Linked DNA regions of Danio rerio: region 2 is linked to region 1. The links are chromatin contacts, called in public HiCAR-type maps. All regions are on one chromosome and are shown on one strand. The core of a region is the stretch at or near the end of the contact, and the rest is flanking DNA. Distances in the headings are between cores, read along the strand shown. Region 1 holds the start of si:dkey-56f14.7. Region 2 holds the start of pon2 (paraoxonase 2).

Region 1 (6,117 bases), core at 45-2,544:
CTAAAGTCTCTTTCTGTCAAAACTTGCTACAGACAGTGTAGCAGAACTGCATGTACCGAAGTGTAGATACAACATGAGCTGCGCTGGCACACATGTAAAACTCTCAAGCCTCGTGGTGTGAGAGTACGGTTACTTCATGAGCTTTTCAGAAAAACCCTTCAGGGAAAGGTGTAATCACTGGCAGAAACAAGACACGGTGTGACCGTTTAACAAAGGATGCCATAAACACAAAATGCCAAAACTGCACAAACGGCTCCAGTAACAGAAAAAAACATGGTCTAGTCAAGTTATTAAACATAAACAGACAAGTTCTATTAATGAAAACAAACACTATGCAAATCAACATCAGACAGTAACACAGAAAACTTGAAATTCAGCTTTTTTTATCACTCACATCACAAAAACTCTAACTTTCTACACACTTACCTGGCATTACCCTGCCAAAAGCTGATCCTGCATACAGTACATGCACACATTTAATTACTCTAAAGAAGAGTCAGTGTGGACAGTCTGTTTTATATGTTATTGTCTACAGACATTATTTAACAAAACTATTAGGAGGATTTCGACTTGACATAAAAACATTATATTTCTCGAAGCAGCATAGAAAATGTTTCTTTAAGGCAATTCAAAGAAACCAGTAGAGCAAATCGAGAACAAAAGCAATAGCACTCACCCAAAGCTGGAGTGAAGAAGGACAAAAGCGCTGCAGCAACACAAAGTTCCATCTTGTCTGAAAACAAAACAAGCAAGTGAGAGACACTGGGCTGTCTTGAGTCTATGCTACATTTTACACACATACTTGAGTTCTTGTGGGAAGCGTTATAATCCTGACTAAAGAAGTCTCACTTCCCTCATAATACTCGAAAATGAAGTTTCTTTTCAACTATGAATTGAAGCACTGGTTCTGGCATTTGTTGATGCCTTTGCTTTTGGATATAATGTGTTTCCAGTTGTACTGTTCAATCCATCGGAACTTAGAAAGATGGTTTAGGGTGGGTATCTTAACTTGGAAGCTTAAGAGAAACACACACAAAAGGTTTTAAATTGTGTTTTGCTAATCAATGCTGAGCACTTAACTATAGGTTTGTATTGAGTGCATTAACACGATTATATTCTTATCATTTCAACAGTTATTAGTTTCATCAGGATTTCCTCTAACACAAATTAAAATTCTCTTTCAATGAGAAGCATGTATAAAGCCTGTAATGATTAACATTGTAAACATGAGGTGGGAAAAAACTGGTATGTTTGTGCATTGTCTTTTTATGGTCGCATTTTGTGACCTCACTTCCTGTTTTTAGTTCTTTTAGACATCTTTATTCAGTGGTGCATTCATATTTCAGGTCATTTTAATCAAATCAAACTTGCAAAATGTGTGAACGCTTTTAAATTTACCATGAGGTACAGATGAACTGCACAAAAAGGATCTCTTTCAGTACCTCAGCATGTTTCTGTCTACGGGTGCTAAGAATGGCGAAACGGCTCTATTTTTGGAGGTCCACCTCAAAACGGTGGGATAAGGAGCCCCTGGGACATGGTTGTGGGGTGTGGCATTTCCAACTGATATTCGGTAAGTGGCTTACGTAAGTGAGCATTTTAGCTGTAACTCTAAACACATACCAGAAAACAAACTCAAAAAAAAAATCACAGCAGCAAATGACTGATTCGAGTGAAGTACAATTTAGATTAAACCCAATCCAGTGTGCACAGAGAAACCCCAGTACAAGAGCAAACTAGTGCACAGATGTGTGACTTATGCATTACCACACATGATAAATATTGAGGAGGAGGAGCCCATATGCTCTACAATTGTGGCACCAAGACACAGAAAACCCCCTCCCCCAAAATAACCCACTTTCGTGGGTTTTCGCTGAATCGCATGATGGTTGCAGAAAAGCTTTTTTTTTCATTTAACACAACTAATCCTGTACTCCAGTAACCCTTCTAACGAGAACGCGATTAAAAACGTGAAACTGGCTCTGCAAAACAACGCTCAAGGAGCAGTAATGTGATATCTCCTACATGTCACGTGCTCCGGCTGTCGATATAATCAAAATTCTTGTGAATGCTCAACAAAGAAATGGGAATCAACCAATTAAACAAACACTTAAAGCTGCAGGAATACAAGCAGCTGAATTTATTAATCACCTGAATTTGTTCAGATCGATTAGAACAGATCTCACAAACAGAAACCATTTAAAAAGAGCCATGTGGTAGTTTTGCAAAAAATAAAAAAATAAATCTTGCGCCAAGTAATCACTCATTTAACTTTAGGACAAATGCAAAGCGCATGAAAAGTCTTACCAGCTTGTTGATCCAGACAAAAAATCCCTCGGGCAATCTTTTGACGACACTTTCTGCAAATTTCTATAGAATGAAATGGAAAAAATCTTCTTGTATGAGTTTTAAAAGATCTATTCTGTAAACCGTGAGCTGACTGTAAATAATTATACGTGTGGTGTCATGACCACAACTATGATTAGTGATGTTCGAACGCGCGCCCGTGTAGAGGAGCGAGACTCCGCCTTTCCCGGTTTATCATCGCTACACGGCAGACCTCTGACCCATAGGTGGAGGCAGGCAAGGAATAGACCTTTAAAGGCATTTCTATAGGATTTATTCAGGGCGCAATCTCGTTTGTTTTGTTCATCAGTCAACAGAGACGCCTATATGATGCGCGAGCTTTGTTCTGGGCTATTGATTGAGAGCGTTCGTCAGAGATACTATACTTATAGACATTCCACATTAGAGATGCTCTACATACAAAGCATTAATGAGTTACACTGACCTTAAGATGTTTACCATAGTTTTCAAGGGAAGCGCTCTGTAGCCATCATTGTAGCCATGCTATATTGAGCTATAGGATACAAATACTAGCCCACCTTAAAAGAACAAGACATGGTTTCTAAATATCATTTAAGTGATAGTTTTATTTTATTTGTCCAGCCTTACAATTCATTGTTGCTATGGTTACCCCATCATTCCAATGCAATTTCAGCCAGCCAAAGGTGTGGTCTATTACAGCCACATTTTAGCCAAGTTTTGCTGGCAAAAAAACTCTTGACATCCATGTCTTGTCACAGTAATTAAAAAACAGCCCATACAAGTGGTTTCCTGATGGTCAGAGTAGGGGCGGATTTAATCAATAACCAAGGTAGATGGCCCAATAAACATCTAGACTTGGGGCACTAAATCCACCCCTGGATCAGAGTCACCAATTTGAAAATAAGAAATGCATGGAAAACTCCAAATCTGTCTAACTGTATTGCAAAGGAACAATAAATGTGATTCATTATGTCTGTTATTAACTTTTACAGTATAAGTCCAATCTAATCATATTGGGTTTCATATTGACAGGAGTTTTCCTATTCATACGGGAAATTGATTTATGTTGACATACTGTACTGAGAAGTCAAAAGTTCAAGTCAAAAGGAAAAAGGTGTGCTGTTGTGGTTCAGTTCTCTTGGTTCTTTCAATTTAGACCAGAAAAGAAAATGTTGTCCTTTAAAAGAAAAAGGGGTCAAAACTAAATCCCCGATCAAACTCACTTAGATAGATTTGCTGCAAAGAGATGTATTTCCGGTGCCTATATGGAACTGTAATCTGTAACATTACAACCATGAAGAGAAAACATCTATGCTGCATATTCTGCATATATTTTTTGATGTCACATCTTACAACATCAAGCCCTGGTTTTGGTTTGTTTAGTCTAGTGATGCCCAAACTTTTTCGTATGACGGGCCAAAAAACAAGTATCACTGATAGCCATGGGCCGAAGATAAATATACCAAACTATTTTACATTAAAGCTGTCATGGGTATTTTCCTAATTAATTTCGTAATATTTAAAAATAAATGGAAAACATTACTTTGAATCATATTAACTAATGCAGTATAACTTTTTTAGAATTATAACTGTTTGCAATAAATTCATAAAAATGTACATTCTAACACAATGGAGATCAACGCTGAATACACTTAAGCAGAATCTGCCTTTGCCTCTATCTGTCGGGTGACTGTGTACATTTGAAATTAAATTTGATTAAATGACACTTGAATTTAAACATTTAATCTTTTATTTGTTATAACAAACAAATAAAAGGATGAATTACATTTAAAATGACAATCTCTAAACCATCCCCATCATTTTCCCTCTCAGATGGGATGGCGGGCCAAATCAAAGGTTACCATGGGCCAACTTTGGCCCGCAGACCCTAGTTTGGGCATCTCTGGTTTAGTCCTTGTTGTGTGTTCATGTTCTTTGTCAAAAAATAAAAATAAAATCACCAGAGTTTGTTTTTCTGTATAGCCTTCTGCTTTTGGTGCACACTGGCTAGCACTATTTACATTTAGTCAAGTGAACCACACAACAGAGAAATCGTATTTGTTTTTATGCAAACCTGCCAAGTCTGAACATACACTTGTAGTGAGCAGAAGGCCTATATTTTGGGTTGAGTAGAATCTAAGACAAATAACAATGATCATCAGTTTACAAGCGACTCACAGAATTCCACAAATTCCAGAGATAGTTTTTTGCACAACACCCAGGGGCTTAACACAAAATAAAGGGAGTGCTTGGAACTCATTCCTTTGTAGGGAGTATGACTGTTGCGCCACACACTTGTCACTTTCTGATAAAGCGTACAGTGTTCTCAGAATCTTTTGCAATAATTTAACCATTTGGCTTCATCAACATACTGCTTCAGTGTTTCTCTTTCAGTCAGGAGATTCATAATAAAAGGCACACTACAAAACTATAAATACAGAGGTCTGCTGTTATACAGAAATCCTCATGATGGCGCCCTTCAACAGATGCACAGCTGTAACAACTTGGAAAAAAGTAAAGAATGTACTGACACTTTTCCGACACTAAGGTGCAGCAAAACACCCTGCATGTTTTTCCTTTTTGATGACTGTGTTCAGCTAAACAGGTGAACTACAAGAGAAAATGTGCATCATTAGGCCACGACCAAATAGTACAAAGAAGAGGGAGGGATAAAAAAAATAAAATAAAACTCTAGAAATTAGTTTATTCAGTTCGTTCATGACAATTTGCATTTGTATAATGTTATTATTATTAGTATTATTTAATATGCATATTTATATTTGTGTTAATAAAAACAAGTTCAGATTTGTCCACCTGTTTGGAGTGGGGCATAAGAATAGGATGTGTGTTTGTTTGCTGGAAATTATAACCGAATTTAGAAATACAAATATTAGCGCTTAACAATTGAAATGAAATGTGTAGGCTAATGCATGTCTTATGAAAGTCTGCCAAGAGTCAACGATGAGACTCTGATTTCTTTAATGCATGTTATACCTAAAACACACCCATAACTTAAGAGAATAAGCCCAAATCTGTTTGACCATGCACCAGGGCGCATAGTGTATTTTTCCATCTTTTAAATTGTGAATTCAGACACGCCCTTAGTGCTTTTTGCGCCATACGCTTTAGACTTTGTGCACAGTTTGTTAAAAAAGAGCCCCCGTCTCATGACTGAACAGCAATCTTCAACAAACATTGAAAAGTATGAGACATTTTAAAAGGCTCCGAATATTCTATGACATTACAGCTCAAAGCACCTCAATTCAACAGCCATTTTTTTCCAGCTGTCAGTGTGCATCTTTCATTCATTTATTCATTAATTCATTTCCTTTTCAGCTTAATCCTTTAATTAATTTAGGGTCGCCACAGCGGAATTAACCGCCAACCTGTTCAGCATATGTTTTACACAGCGAATGCCCTTCCAGCTGCAACCCATCACTGGGAAACACCCATACACTCCTGTACACTACAGACAATTTCAGCTTACCAAATTCACCTATGTCTTTGGATTTGTGGGGGAAACCAGAGCACCTGAATGAAACCCACGCAAACACAGGGAGAACATGCAAACTCCACACAGAAATGCCAACTGACCCAGCCGAGGCTCGAACCAGCGACTTTCTTGCTGTGAGGCAACAGCGCTACCCACTGCGCCACTTTGTTTCCCCTAGTGTCCACCTCATCCGTTTAAATGCAAATCAGCAGCTGCTTCCCAAACTGACCACAATCAATGCATTTGGGCGCTTCTGAAACTATTGATATAGACAAAAACTCCTTTTGTTACGAATT
Region 2 (6,012 bases), core at 2,895-5,394, 61 kb after region 1:
TGTGGTGCTTGGCCAAAGTGAAATCATTTGAATTATATTAGTTTATGCTTCGAGTTGACTGAATAAAGCCTATAAGATATGCCTCATTTAACTACTGTAGCATGCCAGATATGACAATAAGTGGAAAAAAACATCAAACGTGTTTTATTTATTCCAACGAGATCAGCAGAAAAGATCTGAACAGAATTTAACTTTTCATGCTTAAAATTGGTTGTCAAACTTTTTAATTTCACATACTGTCCACAAAATTAATCACTTTTCCTCCATTTTCATTCTGCTGTGGCGACCCTGGATTTATAAAGGGACTAAGCCGAAAAATAGCCGAATGAAGTTTTATAAATAAAAAATGACATTGCGGTGGCCCAGTGAGTAGCACTATCGCCTCAGAGCAAGAAGGTTAACTGATTCGAGCCCCGGCTGGTTCAGCTGCCATTTCTGTGTGGAGTTTGCATGTTCTCCCTGTGTTCGTGTGGGTTTCCTCTGGGTGCTCCGGTTTCCCCCACAGTCCAAAGACATTCGATATAGGTGAATTGGGTATGCTAAATTGGCGGTATTGTATGTGTGTGAATGCAAGATTGTATGGGTGCTTCCAGTATTGGGTTGTGGCTGGAAGGGCATCTGCTGCGTAAAACACATGCTGGATAAGATGGTGGTTCATTCCGCTGTGGCGACCCATGATTAACAAAGGGACTAAGCTGAAAAGAAAATTAATGAAATATTTTTTGATCATCTATGAGGCCTTCTTAAAAATGTGTTGAAGAATCATTGGTTTATTGACCATTCAATGAATTGTACTGTTTAACAACATGTTGATTGTTCAGCTGATGAAAATGTCTTTTGATATTTTTTTTTCAATAGATAAAGACTCCATAGAACAGTTTTGTACATTGTGACATGATCTAGGATCTTATTGTGCCATTGTAAAGACAACCAGCCTGTCCCTCACGTCCTTGATTTTTATTAGCACTGGATTTAACAGATTCTGTGGTGCCTTTTTGATACAAAAGTAGCATGTCACACTGCAGCACAAAGTTGATACTTCCAGTCATATCAGGTCAGTAAACCATTCAGAATTAGAGTATCTTGTTTTTCATTTCTGTTCTCTGAAGAGATCCTATTTCAATAAATTCTTTCAAAAACTTAGACAATATTTATTCTCCTATGTAAGTGCATAATATCACTATTTAAGGTCACAGATGAGAGCTTTCTGATAAACTGTTCCAATGAGCAGTTTTTCTCTATAAGGAGCTGCCACCGAAGAAGCAATGATAACACTGCCGTCATCTGAATACACCTGAGTCACCTGGGGCTTTTCAGAGAGGATGTTCTCAATCCTGATTACCTATAAAGAAGAAGAACATGGAGATGTTATAGGTTTTTTCAGAAGTAGAGTAGACCAGATAAAATTAAAGATAAAGAACATGTTATGACTAGAGCCAGACAGAATCTGCGGATATTTTTTGCCAATTCTGCAAAAAAATTTGGAAAAAATCTGCAGATTTACGCAGAATGATTTTAGGAGTATCATAACTAATAACTTAATATCTAAAATAAATACATTTTTTACTTATATTTAATGTTTTCAATGCAAAACCAATTAGATCCACTTATTTGGTAAACAAAGCAAGTCTCTCATATAATATTTTTACTAAAAGACAAAATCTTTCTTGACAAACTGTATTGTAAATAATTCATATGAACATTTTAATATTACTATAGTTATATCGCAATAAAATTAGTAAAATTAATTTAAAAACTGAATAAATATAAATTTACACAAGTAAAGAAATAGATTCAATAATGGGCTAAAAATCTGCACATCTACGGATTTCTGTATGCGCAGATTCCATGTAAGCCTAGTTATGTCTCAGACATCATACAAGCATGCACTCTACAAATCTGATATTTTTATGCTACATAAATTCACACACCTCAGAACCAGGTGGATCATTTGGATCATGAAAAACACATTTGAGACCGTTTGGGTGACAGCCAATCCACAGATCTCCAGTCTCACGATCCACCTCAATGTTGTCACAGAGAGACCCCACATCAATTTCCTAAGAAAAATAAATATGCAGAAATAACAATAATTATTGCTGAACTTTATTATTTAACTTATCTAACTTATATAGCATGATCTACACTATTTATTGTTTTATTTGAGGTAAACAAAATATAACTATATAGGTGGAAACAATTGTGTTTACCTTTACATGAGACAATACAGTGTTTTTCTGTATTTCCAAGACAGCAATTGTGTGCTTCAGAATATGTGATACATACAAGTGTCTGAAATGAAACATTATTGTATTAATTGCATATGAAACGCATAATTGCATGACAAATGCATTGACAATCTTTTATTACTTTGTACTTTAAACAGTACAAATCTTTTTTTCTGCAACCTGCCTTTTGTCAGGGGAGATGTTTATGCCGTTGGCAGATAAGAATCCTCCTGCCACAACTTGCACAGTCTCAGGACTGTAATAAACCACATCACACCACGGCAAAGAGAGAAATGGCTCCACAATCTTCAGAATGTCATTGGTGAAGTAATGATCATTGGTGGCATAAAAGCTTTCAGTCCCCACAGCCACTATATCATTCACGCTAACAAATACACACACAATAAAAATGAACTTTAATTTCAGATTAGTTTTATGGTTACACAAATATTGTAGTTTTAAAAAGCACATACTTGTGCAGGAGCTCATGCCTAATGGTCTTTAAGTATTCAAGAGCATTTTCATTCTCCAAAAATCTGAAAATCTCCACTTGACTTTTGCCTTGAGGATGATTAACAACAAACAGGTATATTGCACCATCTGTGAAGAAAGAGAGAGGAAGAATTGACATACAATTAAGTTATATCACAATCAATCAATTTGAACATTTGCAATAACTATTTCTGTTGAGGGTAGATATAAACTTACTGTATGCATGCGTCAAGTGTAGATGCAATTCAAAAAGAAAATGTAACTTAAAACTTTAAATAATAAAGTAATTTAATATAAAGACAAACCTTTATCATCTGTGTACACACTGATTCCATGTGGATTAAAGGAGTCTTTGTCAAAGTCTCCCCTGATGTGTAGTACTTTAATTTTTTGTTCAGAGTCCAACAGGTTCAGTGTGTAGATCTTTCCTGGGTCTTCTGAGTAGGATGGTACACCAGGATACTTCAAGCCCTATGCAGAATTCATTTTCCGTCAACAGTAAAATCTACACTTGTACAGTTTGGCAATTTAACAATGTGCTTTTAGCAAAATTGATATTAAATCAAATAAGTACTTTTATGGAGACATCATCAGTGGCCCAATAAATTACAGATTAATTAATTTACATACAGTACTAAGAAAGGCCAATCCATCAAGTATGGTGATATCTTCAGCCCCAAAATCTGTTCAAACACATTAAGTGTATAACATATTATGTTCAAATGTTATATGATATAGTACAACACATGAAATATATGTTTTGCATAATACACACAGATCATCACAACATTAATTTGCAGTGTCAAATTTACACTCTAAAAATGCTGGGTGGTAATTCATAGGAGGGTCTAATATGAACAAGCCCAATTCTTCAGCTGACAGTTGTCATTTAAACTTGATTGAAAAAAATTATCCCAATGCTGGTATTTGTTTATATGTGTGTCCATATTTAGTGTATACACAAGTGGCCATTAAGAACAAAACCTTCACTGCCAATGAAACTTTACATTACATGAACCTAAAAATGTATATTATTTTACACAGCATTCGGTTTAGTTCATCAGTAAAAACAAGGAAATGAATCATGACCTCAAGTGAAGGCAATACTAACCTATGCCCTCTATAAAATTGCAGTTAGGAAGATAGTTCTGGGTTAGTTCTCTGTAGGAAAGCGCTACATGCCTGTGGAGAAGACAAAAAGGCTGAGCAAAACACTGACACGATTGTGGTCATGTGCAATAGTTATGCACAAATGAACTAATATGCATAGCCACAAATGTTGGAACAAGTCGCTATATAAATAGGACGGATGAACAAACCTTAATGAAATGAGTCTTTCTCCTATCAAAACTGCAAAAGCGACAACCGCAAGCGAGAGAAAAGCTAACGTGCCCATAACTGTCTGAAAGTCCAGCGCACAAACACCATCAGTGTTGCCATGTCCGCTCATTGTACGCTTTACTTACTTTTGAAATAACTGACAATCTACAAATATAATCCACAAGGGGCTCTTGTTTTTGAGAGTATCGTTCCAGGAATTAATCTTAACTTGGCATACATACCATACAGATATTTATCCCAAATATGTGGCAAAATAGCATAACGTCTATTGAACATAGCCCAAATCACAGCTGCCAAATATCACCATCTACTGTCCAAACTGCATATTTTAAAATTAAATCTGAAATGTTTTAATTTAATTTTAAAAACTTAAAATATACTTAATAGTAAACATCTTTGGTACGTGCAACTCATATTCAAAGTGACATGTGTGTGTGTGTGTGGGGGGGGGGGTGTATTATTAATGTATACATATTACACCAACGGAAGCATATTTATTTGTAAGTTGCAGTTCTGGAATTGTCAAATATAATAATAAAATCTATCTAGAATTATCTATAGTTATTGATGTAATTTTACTTATTTTTCTTGTTAATATCAGTAATATTAGGAGATTTGGCAACACACTGTTTCAAAGTCCACCCCCTCTAAAGTGCTTCATTTGAAGTTTTACTTTGTTAATTCACACAGTTGACCCAGTTGCATTTTCTTCATTAACATGTATTTTGGCAGTGACCCCATTCAGAGACGTGCCTCTGTGTTTTGCCTTTATCCTCTCTTAATTACGCACTTAACATGCAAACCAACCTTGAGATGTCTCCTTTCATGCAGAAGTTATGTATTAATCTTTTGTATGAATAAGTCAGAGGTCTGTGAGTTTGAAAAGGCTTCATTAGAAAAAAAAATATTGGGTTAAGAGCAAATATTTGAATGGTAACAACAGCCAATAAGATTGCTTTTTGAATTATTTTGTATTATTTTGTATTTATTTATTTTTTTTACAGACGATTAAATGAGTGCCAAGAGAATGATGTTTTATTCTAAGCATCCAATAGCTTTGATTAAGCGATATAGTGTACTATTTTGTCTCAGGTTCTTACTGTAGTAGCATCTATTGGCCAGTAGTGGGCACTGTTGCATACCTATTTTTTATAGCATTCACACGTTACACAAAACATAAAGCCTGGTTATGTTAGATCTAAATCAAATCCTTACATACAAATGGCAAAAACGATTGAATTAGCAATACAAATAAAATGTGTGTTCCTTGTGCATTAGCAGTGCTTTAAGTTTATATAACCGTGTGGTGTGTTTGGAGCAAAAAATTATAGTCGATGTAGAATATTAAACATATGTGTAATTTTGATCAGAATTCTTTAAATCTAAGTATAACAATGTTGCAAAATATCATAATTTCTAATAAGATTTTACCAGTATTTCTGCTGGGTTGGTGATCTAAATTAATGGTCTAAAACTCAATTTCTGAAGAGCAGCAGCTTTGTGTAGTTTAGCTTCAACAACCTCCAACTCACACCTGCATAATAGTATAGAAGTCTTGAACACCTTGATTATTTGGATCAGAAGTGTTTGATTAGGGTTGGACTAAAACTGCAGAGCTGTGGCCCTTAAAGAATCGAGTTTGAGACCTATATGATCTAAATAAAGGCATTATGAATGCTGAATTCCTTTAAAACCATTAATCACATTCTTCTATTATAGTACATCTCTCTGCTTTAGGGTGCAACATTTATTATCATGATGTAACTGCTCACTGCTTATTGATATACAGAACAGCATTAAATTGTAGTTGACAAATAACATGCCGGGTGACACTGTGGCACAATGGGTAGCACAATCGCCTCACAGCAAGAAGGTTGCTGGTTCGAGCCTCGGCTGGGTCAGCTGGCATTTATGTGTGTAGTTTGCATGTACTCCCTGTGTTCGCTGGTTT

What was found. HiCAR-type assays count read pairs that join an accessible place to other places.
Region 2: a HiCAR-type map of caudal fin shows a contact between it and region 1, with 4 times the contacts expected there. The contact joins the promoter of pon2 here to the promoter of si:dkey-56f14.7 in region 1. A contact is called at or near these places in 2 of 18 Hi-C or Micro-C datasets (embryo and an unstated tissue) and 2 of 4 datasets of contacts at active chromatin or transcription factors (caudal fin and embryo).

The regions. Positions count from the first base shown.
Region 1 is chr16:25,904,257-25,910,373 of GRCz12tu, forward strand. It overlaps si:dkey-56f14.7, which reads left to right and starts at 1,295. Exons shown (of 10, transcript XM_073925412.1): 1 at 1,295-1,573. It overlaps fxyd6l (FXYD domain containing ion transport regulator 6 like), which reads right to left. Exons shown (of 9, transcript NM_001201419.1): 2 at 677-733.
Region 2 is chr16:25,962,755-25,968,766 of GRCz12tu, forward strand. pon2 (paraoxonase 2) reads right to left here and starts at 4,145. Exons shown (of 9, transcript NM_212734.1): 1 at 4,040-4,145; 2 at 3,832-3,902; 3 at 3,351-3,403; 4 at 3,026-3,191; 5 at 2,702-2,828; 6 at 2,413-2,613; 7 at 2,211-2,292; 8 at 1,932-2,060; 9 at 1,128-1,342. The coding sequence starts at 4,116. The coding sequence ends at 1,181.